Linked DNA regions of Mus musculus: regions 1 and 2 are each linked to region 3. A link is a contact called in public Hi-C and HiChIP or PLAC-seq data. All regions are on one chromosome and are shown on one strand. The core of a region is the stretch at or near the end of the contact, and the rest is flanking DNA. Distances in the headings are between cores, read along the strand shown.

The links. A called contact is a pair of places that touch in the nucleus more often than the background predicts. HiChIP or PLAC-seq counts read pairs in DNA pulled down with a chosen protein or histone mark.
Region 1: a contact with region 3 is called in a Hi-C map of large pre-B cells, with 2.1 times the contacts expected there. The contact joins two enhancer-like sites. A contact is called at or near these places in 2 of 484 Hi-C or Micro-C datasets (B cells and large pre-B cells) and 1 of 115 datasets of contacts at active chromatin or transcription factors (large pre-B cells).
Region 2: an H3K27ac HiChIP or PLAC-seq map of large pre-B cells shows a contact between it and region 3, with 2.4 times the contacts expected there. The contact joins two enhancer-like sites. A contact is called at or near these places in 2 of 115 datasets of contacts at active chromatin or transcription factors (CD8 T cells and large pre-B cells) and 1 of 9 other capture datasets (embryonic stem cells).

What each region holds. Positions count from the first base shown.
Region 1 is chr12:80,012,899-80,017,489 of GRCm38.p6, reverse strand. No RefSeq gene overlaps it. Among named protein-coding and RNA genes, the nearest start is that of Gm36834, 4.4 kb to the left of the region's middle. Within about 2 kb of position 2,664, at least 109 of the 459 cell types and tissues checked have an H3K27ac peak or open chromatin away from gene starts, as enhancers often do.
Region 2 is chr12:80,057,440-80,062,261 of GRCm38.p6, reverse strand. All of the region lies in intron 3 of Gm36660 (a long non-coding RNA gene), which reads left to right. Among named protein-coding and RNA genes, the nearest start is that of Gm36660, 26 kb to the left of the region's middle. RefSeq lists an enhancer at 1-2,297. Within about 2 kb of position 1,796, at least 95 of the 459 cell types and tissues checked have an H3K27ac peak or open chromatin away from gene starts, as enhancers often do.
Region 3 is chr12:79,434,040-79,438,506 of GRCm38.p6, reverse strand. The region is part of intron 7 of Rad51b (RAD51 paralog B); the gene reads right to left. Among named protein-coding and RNA genes, the nearest start is that of Rad51b, 140 kb to the right of the region's middle. Within about 2 kb of position 1,351, at least 55 of the 459 cell types and tissues checked have an H3K27ac peak or open chromatin away from gene starts, as enhancers often do.

The sequences.
Region 1 (4,591 bases), core at 1,415-3,914, 580 kb before region 3:
ACCTCCTTACCCCAATCGGTGGTGTTGAGAGCCAGCCCTGGTACCTTTGGATGCTTGTCAAAGTGTTGGTTTCCCCCCTCGAGGGTTCTATGCAAGTTGGGAAGAACTGAGCCGAGGGAAGATAACAGCCCTTGGGTACTGAAGGCACTGAAAGCTAAGATGAAGAGTTGTCCATGGGTTTGTCTCATGACTGGGATTTGGCATGAAGTAGGTGACAGGTGTCAGCATGAACAGAGTCTGTATAATAAAAGATTGTCTTGGATCATTTTCTTTCCTGATCATCTGGAATGTCTGACAGAGGAAATTCCAGATGCCCTGGTGCGATTTTCATCTCGATTAGGCTGCTAAGGGAGGATCTTCTAACTATAGCATTTTGGAAATACTACTATAGCACAGGGTTTTGGGTCTTCTGTTTGTTTTGTTTTGTTTTGCTGTATTGATAGTTTGGTACATGAGTACCCCTGTCCCGTCCTTGGCTCACACATTCAAGGAGCTGCTATCAGAAAACTCAAATGAGGAAAAGGAATGTGGGAGGAGCAGAAAAGGCTACCCTAGCTTTCCATGGAGAAAGGCACAGTGCCTGTATTATTTGCCACTGAATTCTGGGACTTCGTATGTGGCAGGCACACATAGGCTGAAGATAAAATAGTCACATCCTGCATGACAGCGTTTTGGTCAATCACGGTTAGCACAGATAACAATGGGCCCATCAAATTATAATGAAGCTGGGCAGTTCCTCTCGTCCATCGATACAGCAGCCATACTAAGACCCAAGTGCATATATTGCTCACATGTACCGTAACATTGGTATAAGCAAACCCACTATGCAGCCAGTTGTGTGAAAGTACTCCAGTCAGATTATGTACAGTCCATAGTGTTTGATAATGATGGTCAACAGCTGTTCTGGCTTATGTACTTACTCTACTTATTATACTGTAGATATTTAGTGTGCTCTCTTTCTAACTACAACAAAAAGTGTTAATGGTGAAACAGTATGCCTTTCCCATGGTAGCAGCAGCCTCAGACAACTTGTGCTCACTGTGTCTGGATTACAGCAGAAGGCCATGTCAGTGACTGACCTCAACCATCTAGGTCGTAGGTGCAATGCATTTTATTGTGTTCATACAGCAACAAGGCTGAGCAATGCTCTACCCTTCAGAACTGATCCCTAATGTTAAGTGACAGTTGACTATAGCTGACAAACTTTGAAGGGGGCATTGGTTATAGAAAGACCAGTGGATTGTCTGAATTTCCTAGCAGATCATTAAACAAGGGGAAGGAGAGACTCTTGCCTCATAACCTGGAGCCTGTTCCCTGCAGGAGGCCATAACTACAATTTGAGGTGTGTCCCTCATGGAGATTAGGTGCCCATGCACTGCTATCTCGGAACTTTGGTTCTAAGGTCAGAGCTGGATGGGACTCTGCCTTAGTTGGGATCCAAAGCCTCAAGGGGCTTGTCTTAGTCCTGCACACACATCATGACCAAGAAGCAAGTTGGGGAGGAAAGGGTTTATTCAGCTTACAATTCCATACTGCTGTTTATCACCAAGGAAGTCAGGACTGGAACTCAAGCAGGTCAGGAAGCAGGAGCTGATGCAGAGGCCATGGAGGGATGTTCTTTACTGGCTTGCCTCACCTGGCTTGCTCAGCTTGCTTTCTTATAGAACCAAGACTACCAGCCCAGAGATGGTCCCACCCACAAGGGGCCTTTCCCCTTGATCACTAATTGAGAAAATGCCTTACAGTTGGATCTCATGGAGGCATTTCCTCAACTGAAGATCCTTTCTCTGTGATAACTCCAGCTGTGTCAAGTTGACACAAAACTAGCCAGTACAGGGCTAAAGTCCTGGTTCTGTAAAACCCTGAGCTTTCCTAAAGCAATCTGTAGGGACCTAGGACTCAGGTCCCTGGAGACATCCCTGTGAAGGTCTCCTAAACTTCTCATCTCCATGTGTGTGTGTGTGTGTGTGTGTGTGTGTGTTTGTGTGTGTGTGTGTGCATGTGCGCACGTGGACATGTCTGTCTGTCTGTCTGTCTGTCTTCTCTAGGACTAACCCAGATAGCCTAGAACAGGAACAGCACATCTGCTATTCATGTCCATATGGTGGTGCAGACCCTACCTCCCTTTTCTTTATTTTTTAATTAGTATACAAGATAGTGGGGTTTAGTTTTTTCATTTTTCATACACATTTTTATTCTTGGTCCTTCCCTTTCTTAAGGAGACAGCTTTCTGGTATAGAGATAGAAGCCCCGCTTCTTGGGGACAGCTCTGACTCTCGACAGTCTTGGCAGGAGAAAAAGTGTGACTTTTTGAGAGTACAGTTTGTACTAGGACTGATCGCCCCTGCCCTCCAAGTCCTGAGGACGACGGATTAAGAGCATGGAATAAAGATGGTGACTGGATGAAATTTTAGAGCGCCTTTGCAGTGGTTTGGCCTCCTCACCAGGTGCCTGCCACCCTTTGGAAAGCTGATCCAGGAAATTTCGCACCGGAAGTCGTAGGCAGCTCCAATCAAAGCAGTCTTCCTCTAGAGCACCCTCTCCCCACTCCCTTAAAGTCTTCTCTCTTCTTTCTTAAAAATTTAAAACTCACATACAGTTCAAAATTTATCAGCACGTGTGATGCTGTGTGGGAGTTGGCTCTTTGCTTCTACCACGTGGATCCTGGGGCTTGAACTCGGGCTTTTCGCTTCCGTGGTAAGCGTCACTCACTGGAGTGTACTGCAGAGTGTCGTCCCACCCACTGTTTGAACTTTGAATTTATATGCTCAAATAATCCTCCTGCCTCAGTCCCCCAAGTAGCTGAGACTACAGATGTACACACCCTTGCTGGATTTTGAGCCCCAGTTCCTCAGCTTGTCCCCCCAAGTTAGATATCCTCCTACTCCTCCTCTTGTTCCATCTGTCTTTCAAACACTGCAAGCATGGCTCACGCCTGAGCCAAAGCCGGTTTTGCTGAGCTCATCAGAAAAGCTGCCGGTGCGGCAGCGGTGCTTGCTGGGAGAAAGTCAGTGGCCCCTGCAGGGCTCACACAGGGCTCATGGAACGGAACGGGTGTGAACTGCCACAGATTCGCTCTGGAGCCCTGAAGTCTCTCACATAAGGATGTTCAAAGGACATATTCACTCTCTAGGATCCCTTTCTTGGGTGACTTCTTGCCTCTTCCTGCCTTCTTCTGCAGCCTTTGCCTTCTTAACATCTGGGAACCCCATGATGGCATGCAAGGACTCTAGATGTCCAAGGAGCCAGCCAATCCTCCAGCCCTGCAGGCTCCATTGCCACAAGCAGTTTGAGAGCTTCTTCTTGCAAAGACAAGTAGGGAGAACACTTCCAAGCTATGCCTGTTTCTTCTTTATTTTCTGACCCCACCCCCACCCCCGGGGGTGGGGGCTGAAAAGCCAGCTGGGTTTTTCTTTTTCTTTCTTTCTTTTTTTTTTTTTTTTTGTACAGTACGTTTTGGCAGCCCCCCTTTTTTTCTGACAGAAAAAAAATAACAGGCATATTTTGGGCGATTACTCAACTGGGGTCCTTTGTGACAGGATACGCAGCTGCGTGACTAATGGAGCCGGCTTTCTCCTGGTTTCCTTCTCCTTTCAAAGCTCTTGTTTACTGCCCTATACCAAAAAGGGGGGGAAAAGCCATACGCTACAGATTTTTATATGTTAAGAAAAGCTTTGTGAAACATATAAGCTATAAATCCTATGGATAGTCCATTTCCAGCACGCCATCACCCACCCTCCACCCCAGCGTCTTTAAAGCTCTCAAGCTCTTGACTCAGGACATGGGAATTTTTTTTTCTCACTTGCGTCCCTACTTTCTTCTGAACATATGTCCAGCAGATCGTGTGTGTGTGTGTGTGTGTGCGTGTGTGTGTGTGCACATGAGTGTGCTTGCAATGGGGGGGGGGTTGGGGGGCGGGGAGCAGGATGGGAACCATATTTATGATGCTTAATTCAACAATTGCTAAAGGAAGGAGTAATGACTTCCAGGGGTTCAGGGCCTTTGTGTTTCCATAGCCTATGACAGTTTTGTGGTGTAAGCAAAAGTTATTAGAAAGCACAGGACTAGCTTAATGAAGAAAGGTATCTGTTGAATGGGGAGGGATTGCCTCTTGACAGGAAAGTCTGACTTGTTGGCTTTGGGACTCTGAAGTCTGGGCTTTCCCGGAAAAGTGTTGGAAGAGATTCTCTTTAGCTTGTTGTGTTTGACGACTGGAACTGGAAGTGTGGGTTTTGGAGAGACCACCAAATGGCTTTCTAGAGATCCATGGCTTTGTACTTCGCAAAAGTATCTGACCTCTGGGTAAGAAAAGTCACCTAGTTAGTTAGATTTCATGGAGACAGAGCCTTGGAGACCCAGCACAGGACCTGCGACTCTGTGATGGGTTTGAATTTTAGTTGCTATCTGGATGGAACTAGTCATTAATAACTCTTATGTTTCAGTTGCTTGGATGTTGGAAATTGGAATAGTGTCCTCTCTTTAATCTGCATTGGAGCAGCGTCCTCTCTTCAATTTGCTGGCGTGAGGAGGAAGACAGAAGAAGCACAAGGCAGGGCAGGATGTATAGACCTACTAACGTCTCCCAGCCAGA
Region 2 (4,822 bases), core at 547-3,046, 620 kb before region 3:
TTCTGAGGCACCAAAAAGGTCCGTAACAGGAATGTGTGTGTGTGTGTGTGTGTGTGTGTGTGTGTGTGTGTGTGTGTGTGCACGTGCACAGGCCTCTTGTGGACCTCAGGAGCAGCATAGAGGAATCTCACCTTCAGAGGTAACTAAGCAGGCCCCTGTTGCAGTCGGAGCCCCTGAAGGTGCTGAGGGAAACTCAAGCGCATCAAGAGCTATTTGTGAGGCTGAGATTAGAACAGCAGGCGCCTGTCTCCTGGCCTGATCTCACTCGACCAGACAAAGCTATTTTTAATATCAGGCAGAAGAGTTGTTGAAATGTGGACAAAGAGCAGAACCTGGCTAACTTTGTCTCAAGCACCAGGCTTTGTGAGAGGGGCTTAAAAGCTGTCCACATGGTGGACACAAGCATGGAGGCTCAGTGAAAAGAAAAGATAAGGCCAGGAGACTTGGTCCCAGGACTTTGGGATGTGAGGTCCCAGCACGTCCATAGAAGTGAGAGGGAGGTACTGGGACTCTTGGTGTGATCCTCTCTGGGACCCTAACCTGTGGGGCTTTGACCTGGCACTGACAGACAAACCTTCTATAATGTCTCTGAAAGTGTAGTGTGACATCTTCCAAAGGAGACTGAGGGTGCATAATAAAGAGCATGCATGAGTGGTGTAAGTCAGCACACTATTTAGGAGTTTTAAAAATATGTACACATGCGTGCGCACGCGCGCACACACACACACACACACACACACACACACACACACACACACCAGGGGCTGGGGATGTAGCTCAGTAGGTGGAGTGCTTACCTAGCATGCAGGAAACCATGGGTTTGTTCTCTACCACCACACACACTGGGCTTGAATGGCACAAGCCTGTAATCCCAGTATTGTGGTGGTAGGAACATCACAGTTGGGCTATCCTTGACTCAGGGCCAGCCTGGGCTATATGAGAACTTGTCTTAAAAAGAAAATAAAAATCAAAGCCAAAAATCAACCTTCCTATTTTAGACAGACAGGTCTTAGAGACAATATATGGGACTCATGGCTGTTTCTGGAAGCTTCTGCTTCTATCAGAGGCCCTGAAAGTGGAGGTTGGGTGTGGGAGGTCACTGTGTTTTTCCTGAGAGGTGGCTGGGGCCATCACTCTGAAGTACTTCCTGTCACTCACCAGGTCAGGGTGGGTACCATCTGAAAGACACAATTTGAGGAAACCTAGAGGGTGGATTCTAAGATGAGGAAACACCTGGGTGGCAGGGTCCTGATAAGGAAGCAGTCCTGAGAGGCCACCGCAGCTGCTGTGTGTGTGTGTGTGTGTGTGTGTGTGTGTGTGTGTGTGAGTGAGATCTATGGCCAATCAGAAGTCAGCCTGCTTTAATGAGTGTCATTAAATAATAATAATCACAGGCACATCAAGGGCTCACATATCACCTAGTTAATGTACTAGTCTGTTTAGAAAACACAGAGAATGACATCCCAGGGGAAAGAAAATAACAGGAGGAGAAAGGTCATCTTGGCTCTTTCAAGTGCATAGGCCTCACGTCCCTTTTGTGTGCAGATGAGAAGTCTGGGTGGGTTAACTATCTTGAGCAAGATCGCACAGCTAAAGGTGGAGGAGAACTGGGCTTGGAATCCTTTCTGATTATCTTAGATCTGTACAACAGCCTATTGTCAATCACAGAGGGCTTTCAGATACGAAATCGCCCTTGCTCTTCCAAACTGCTTATTAAGGCGATGTATTATCCCATCCGCAGCCACAGCAGCTGAAGGTCACGGAGTGCAGATCACAAGACCCGTGTGTGGTAAAGCCCTGTCTGCTCTGGGGTTTGCTTCCTGCTTTCTGATTCTAGGTTCAGAGGCCCAAGAAGAATGGATTGTCCCCCAACTACTCATTTGTGTGTTTCAGGGCATTCAGCTAGCATTTGCTACGAACCTACCTCGAGCAAAGCATGGGGTTAGGCAAAACAGAGCCCACTCTCTGGCAATCAGGAGACATTTTCTGAATTCAGTGTGTTGACTCGTTAGGCTCACTCCCAGAAACTGTTATAATTTTAACCACGGGATAACCACATTAAGGAAAGTTCATCAGAAATGTTCCCCAGGTCACTTTTTACTCTTTAAAATTCACAGAGCAACTCAACAAACTTTGGCTGAACTCTTGATCTCCAAGAGGGACATTTTTCACACCTGGAGGCCAAGACTTCCTCTGGCTGTCCATATTTGCACACCAACCCCCAGGGCAGACTTGCAAGCCCGTCTCCCCCACTCCTCACAGTCCCTATTGTGAGGGCCCTCCCATGGACCAACATCCTCCCATATCTGATTTCATGACCCAGCTACTTCCTGAGCAGGAGTGAAACATTTATCTGATTCCTAAACTCATGCGGGCCAAAGTTAGTGAGTGTGTGTGCCGGTCAGTCCCTGCTCACCTATCTGCACAGGACCATGTATTAAAAGATGTTTTTTTTTTTTTCCCCACATGGAACTACCATAGGGAAAAGACCTGTAACGGATGAAACCACAGTTTGTACGGAGAGGTAGGAAGCACTTGAAAACAAGAGGGCATGGTTGTTGCCCTAGAAAAGCTGTCAGACTGGTGAGCGATCTTCATAGCTGTTCATGGGACCCAACTTTCATTAAGCCCTTGGGTCCAGCTGTAGGGTAAAGGGATGCTAAGAAGTCCTTACAAGGAAAATGAAGGTGCTAAGGAATGCTGGGACCAGTCTGTTTGTGTGTGTGTGTGTGTCTTGATTTAGGCATCTATTCAATTAAGTCACGACCTGGTACTGCACTTGCTTATGTAGAGCCTATGGTTGCGATGGGACCAGGGTGAAGCTCCTCCCAACCTGGAGACAGGCTCTGGGAATGGGAGTTTTAGTGTCAAAAATTAAATTGTTATGTTTGTATTTATTATGAACAGGTAAGAATTTTTATTGGTCTGTAATTAAAATTCAACGGAATGTCCTCTTGGATCTTGTCTGGTAACCCCACCTCCTAGCTAGGCATACCCCCGACTTTGTGAGATTATTTTCATTCTCTGCCAGCATGAATTAGCTTGCAGAGAGTTTTAAGGCTCCATGTCTTCTGTGTGAAACAGCATCATGATCGGTTTTCACTTTTCCCCTTCTCACACATTTCAGAAAATAGAATTTTTTTTTGTTTGTTTGTTTTTTCGTTTTTTCGAGACAGGGTTTCTCTGTGTAGCCCTGGCTGTCCTGGAACTCACTTTGTAGACCAGACTGGCCTCAAACTTGGAAATCTGCCTGCCTCTGCCTCCCGAGTGCTGGGATTAAAGGCGTGTGCCACCACACCCGGCTTGTTTGATTTTTGATATTTTTTCTCTTTAGTTTTACAAAGGCCAACACTGACATTTGGACTCCTTAATAGATATATGCTAAGCATACCAGACAGTTTTTTTCCCCCATAGCCAACTTACCTCTCATCTTTTTGTTTGCCTTTCCTCAGGTCTGTTGATAATGATTTCTGGGTGTGAAACAACCACAAATGGCACTAATCCAGGAATGAAAATCCAAGGAAATGATAAATGTATTGTAAGGAAAGCGAGACAGGCCAGGTTCCCTCCCTACTCCTGCTGATGTTAGTTAAGACGTGGTGTCTGTCCGGCACACACAAAGTTAGTAAAGGCCATGGGGCAGCCTATATTCATTTGACAGAATCTCTGAAGTACGTATATTTTGCTTTTCTCCTCTTGATTTGTATGTGTATGGTTCCTTTATTAGTTTAATAACAAGCCAGTAAAAGATTCTAGAGACTGGGAAGGGAGCACTGGTGAAAAAAGTCATTACATGGTATTCACAGTGTGTTCATTTCAAGAGACACCTCAGTGAAGGCAGTGGCTGTCTTAGGATGGTGAAGTTTTGGCTCTTAATTTTTATTTATTTATTTTTTTAGTCTTTTTTTAAAAAAAGATTTAAAAATTATGTGTATGTGTGCATGTGTATGCCTCTGTGTGAGTTTATGAGCATCACTTGTGGATGCCTGGGAACTGGAATTGTGAGCCGCCTGATGTGGGTGCGGAACTGAACCTGCAGAGCAGTAAGTGTTCTTAGCTGCTGAGTCAGCTCCAGGCTCCTTGGTTCAGACTGTTTTTGAGACAAAGTTTCACCTTCAACTCTGGAGCGTCTTATCTCAGTCCTCAAAGAGCTGGGATCATAAGCCTGCACCACCATATATGTCAGAATGACAACTTTTATTAATCTTTTGGTTGCCAAACTTTGTGATATAGTTGCCTAATTTAAAAAGAAAAGAAAAAGTTTTAAAGGGTGCTTTAATTTTCTTTAAACGTGAGTTCTCAGCCTTGCGTAGTGGTACACAGGTGGTACCAGTAGTCAAGGCATATGCAGGAGGATCGCCTGAACTAATGAATTTGAGGATAGCCTAGACACCATCTTACAATAAATAATAGTAATGGTGATGATGATGATAAAGCACGGTCTTGCTTTTAAAATACAACTGGTTATAGAAAGGAAATATGGCACTTTTAAAATTACCCCAAATGTGTAATGGCTTTTCAAACTTCTTGTTTTGTTTTCTGAGTACCATTTCCATGGCAACATGGTAGAGGGAAGTGATGCTGGAATTCAGCTGTACCTTAATGAACCTGGTCCTTTCCATACCACAGCTAACATTTAACAGTTTCGGTCTTCGGGGAGAATCGCAAGAGCAGGAGCCCCGTGAATCCCAGCTCTCTACCTCCTGAGAGCAGTTCCTGTGTTCTGAAATCTGACCCTGCCTACCTGCAGAATCACTGACTTTCCTGACTTCTTTTCTTCTACACAAATCCCCCGAGCTTATGAATGAATCAGCAAGGAGAC
Region 3 (4,467 bases), core at 102-2,601:
TGTCCCCGTGGATGAGCAGTAGCAGCTGTGCCATCTTCACATGAGCATAGCCACCCTAGTGCCATATCAGGGTTTGAGTGAGGTGTTTGTTGGTTTGAAATGTTGGCTTCCAGTGGGCTCCAAATCAACCATCAGCCTGTTCCTAGGGAAGCCGCACCAAGTCAGACCACAGTCCTTCTGGTGCTCTGTAGAGCAGTGCTAGGGCAACTAACAGCTAAACTCTAACCAGAGCTGTATCCTGACAGCCTCACAGCACAGTGTAGAGGACAAAAAAGCCACCACTTTGGGTTCCAGGATGTGGGCAACACAGGCTCACCTCTGTCCGTGCCACCACCCCACACTCTGCTGTTGTGAGCCTAAACTTCTTCATGCTTTCCTAGGTCCCAGGAGCCCCTTTCCTGAGTATGTGTTTATCATAATCACCTTTTAAACATAGTAAAAATTCCTATTTTTCTATATATGCACAGAGCCCCTAAGTCTGAAAATTTGATCAATAACACAAATTAGAAAGAAAAGAGCACTTATTGACCTCGTAAATTGTAGTTACATATTTACATGTGCATATTCAAGTAGCAAAAATAGAGAGAACAGAGGGAATGAAGTGCCATGGGAGTCAGCACTCACCTTGGGAACAGGTAGTTGTTCTTTGTTTTTCCTTATTCTTTTCAAGTTTCCCACCATGCAAATGACTTTCTTTAATAATCACTATTTGCATAACTGATTTTTTTTCAAGACTTTACACATAAGAGGAGCCAGTGGGGGCATTTCCTGCCCTGGCAAGTATAGACTGACAGAACTTTCTCTCTTTGAAGCCGTGGCTCCCTCAAGGACGAGACTATAGCTCTTCCGGGGAATCTTATTTTCCTTCTCTAATACTTGGTCCTTCTACTTCTGCAAAAGTTGCCCAATTGCTACTCTTTAGTGTCTTAGAGAATGATCATGTATACTGCACACACAGACACAAGTAGACTTTAGGTTTACTTCTAAATACAGCCTTCATTTATGTAGCTAGATGTTTTAATAATCTCCTGTGCTGAGTATGAGATGTGAAATGTCTTTTAATACTGTGGGTAAGTAGAAAAATTTACTTACACACACACATACAGAGAGAGAGAGACAGAGACAGAGACAGAGGCAGAGAGAGACAAAGAGACAGACAGATGGACAGAAAGAGACACAGAGAAACAGAGACAAAAAGAAATAGGAAAAAGGAAATGAAAGAGATACGATAACACTATTAATCCTTGAATCCTTTTCGTCAAAAAGTTGCAATGCACTTAGTATAAATGCTGTGCTTAAGCAGTGCCTTGGTGTCATGTCACCCTGCTCACTGGGAAGTTGCAATACTTAGGCTCATTTTAAAACTGAAAACCACAGAATGTATCCAGGTCTGATTCACTGACAAGTATCAATAGTACCATTTTTATACTGAAAACCACAGAAAGTGTACAGATGGTTTTAAACGTTTTTTGGAGCAATGCTCTAAAGAGCAACATGATAAACCAGCGTTTCCCCAGAATCTTTCCTCATGCTGAGATGTGTGAGCTGAAATTCCCACAGGGCACCTTTAGGGCTAGTTGAGGCACCCCCTGGGGCATCACCAAGGAAAGAAAACAGGAAAGCCCGCTTCCGGACTTCAAGAAAGAAAGAACCCATTTATATATTTCTGAAACTCATCATTTTTCTAAGTGTTATGAATAAAATATATTGTCACCCTGACAGTTTGTCTGTCTTCCTCTTGTTTCTCCAAGTCCATGTAACACAAGGCCTGTCCCCATGTCATTAGTATTTACTGTAGAGGAGCAATAAATACATTACTGATGTATTTTCAAATATTTACTCATGAGAAGGCTCTACTTCTTGACTGTAATTTAAAAGGCAGGTGAGCAGACCGCTTCAGAATGCACAAGTCAATATGAAAAACTACATGTAACGTTCCTGACTTCCCCAGTCTTCTTTAGTTTTAGCTTCCTACAAAGGTAATGGTCTTTGGCATAAAGTAGTATTCAATACTGGATTGTATATTAAAGATACAGAACACTGGAGAATTAACTGAAGCAAAAGCAGAAATGAATTAATCAAGCCCGCCTATGGAAAAGGCGCTGTGGCAGAGGTGAAGCTCAGGACAAAAGCTGTGCTTAAAATGTCGCTGAGCTTCCCAACAGCGAGCGGGAGCCCAAGCTTTAGGGCTGCTTCACAGCCTAACAACCCATTCAGCGTTTTAAAATTTGACTCATTGATCCACCCTCGCCTTTCAACTTCACCAAGCCGCACCCACTGCAATAGATGACAACTGAACACATAAATTGCAACAGTGTCCCCACTAGTGATCAATATGCCCTAATTAAGTTATAATAACTGATAAGAAAAAGAGAAAGAAAGAAAGAAAGAAAGAAAGAAAGAAAGAAAGAAAGAAAGAAAGAAAGGAAGGAAGAAAGAAAGGAAGAAAGAAAGGAAGAAAGACAGACATAGGTTAGGGAAAGAAAGAAGAGAGGTAGGTTATCATTATTTACTGACTTATCTGTTTTAATCTAACCAGGACAAAAGTTTAAAAAGAAAACCATGGATTTTTTTTTTTTTTGTATGCCAAAATCAAATACATGTGAATGTAAAAACAGACCTAAGCCAGCATGACTGTCAATCACCTCTGTTCTGACCAGCTAAATCAGAGATAAGATGAAGGACTTGAATCAGACTCTGTCTTTGGGGCATTTCAAGCAGTCTGAAGAACACATTGACTGACATAAAGAAGAAAATTCTCATGGGGACCCAGATAGGTTCATGGAGTGACGTGAACAGACTGTACCACCCTCTCTGGAACTGAACAATTCAGGGCTACGATTGCCCAATACTTCTGGCTGGTTAGTTTCAAAATAATCCCATCAATTTGCTCAAAATTCTTCCCCTGCTGGAGGCACAAGCTGAACTGTTTGCTGGAGGCTGCTGGCATTGCTTCCCCCCGGATTACAAATGAAGGAATCTGCAGGTGGGGAAAAACAACAACAACAACAACAACAACAAAATAACCAGCCCTTCGCATGCTCCCTTGCAATCTGAGAGGCAGTAACAAGTTAGGCGCCATATTTCACCACAGCTTTTTTCCCCTATCCTTTAAAAGCTTATGGTTTAATCCTCATTCATGAAGTCGCACGTGCTTCTCCCTTTCCTACCAACTGTAATGGGAGTCACCTGTGACACTTAACCTCGGAGCATTGTTGGGGCTCCGTCATCTCCGAGCTTCTCATGTCACAAACCCTTATGTTTACACACACACACACACTCTCTCTCTCTTCTTATTTATTTCTCTAGAAGAAGCTTGCTCTAGATTTAGCTGTTGAAAACCCATTTGAACACGAACTTTAAAACTAACTATTGGCCCAGGGTTGCATATTAATCATGCAGCTCAGAGACCAAAGGGTCTGGCCTGCCTTTGTGCTGCTCCCATGATGGGTTTGGGGATCACTCCATAACTAGATAACTCCCAAATCTTACAGAAAGAACGTGAGGCCCGAATCTCTCCATATTAGAATGAGGGGGCATCAACAACTATATGTAAGGGCCTTCCAAGCCTGCTGATTATGAAAAACGTACAATTATGAGAGAAGCAGAGAAAACAAAAAGCAGGAGAATGCACAGCGAAATGAAAGCAGACGCTGAGTGTCAGAGAACCGGAGGGAAACAGAGCAAGGACAGCTCCGGACACGTGTGTGATGTAATCACCTTCCGAAGGCAGCCTTCTGGTATCATGCAAATGCATCACCAACTTAATGCCACCCAATATATTCCTGAGCTGAAATTCAAAGGAGAGTGTTTGTAAATGCAAGCGAGAGTCTGTCGAACCCCAGACATCTGAAAACAATGTGAGTTTTGGCATGTTTTGCCAAGTACAAAAAAGCAATGGCTACCTGTTTGGGAACGGCTATGTCTCTTGGTTCCTTTTCACTCGTGTGTCTGTCAAAGACCAAGAACCACCAACCAGAGAACTGATAAAGCAGAAGCTCTGGGGCAGCGACTTCCATCTGCTGGGCTCCCTCAGAAGAGCCACACTGTTGGAAGAGCCACACTGTTGGAAGAGTCAGTCACACTGTTGGAAGAGTCAGTCACACTGTTGGAAGAGTCAGTCACACTGTTGGAAGAGCCACACTGTTGGAAGATTTTTTTGCCCCCATTCAAAGAGCATTTTCGCCTCAGGATTACCTCTCCTCCTGCAGGGCTCACCCACAGTCTCACTCTTGTGGTTATTGGAGCAAATCACTGGTGCTGAGAAGGTGGCTTCCTCCATCTTAACAAAACCATTCAAGCCCTAGAGTCAGTTAATCCCTGGAAGGCCTTACAATTCCATTCCCTGACATGTTTGATAAATATGGAAATTGTAAAAATGTTCTGACTTGTTAAAAATGTTTTCAGCCTTCTTAAAGAACGCTTTGGCCCCAACATGCACAAAACGCTGGCTTGGCATGCCTGGAA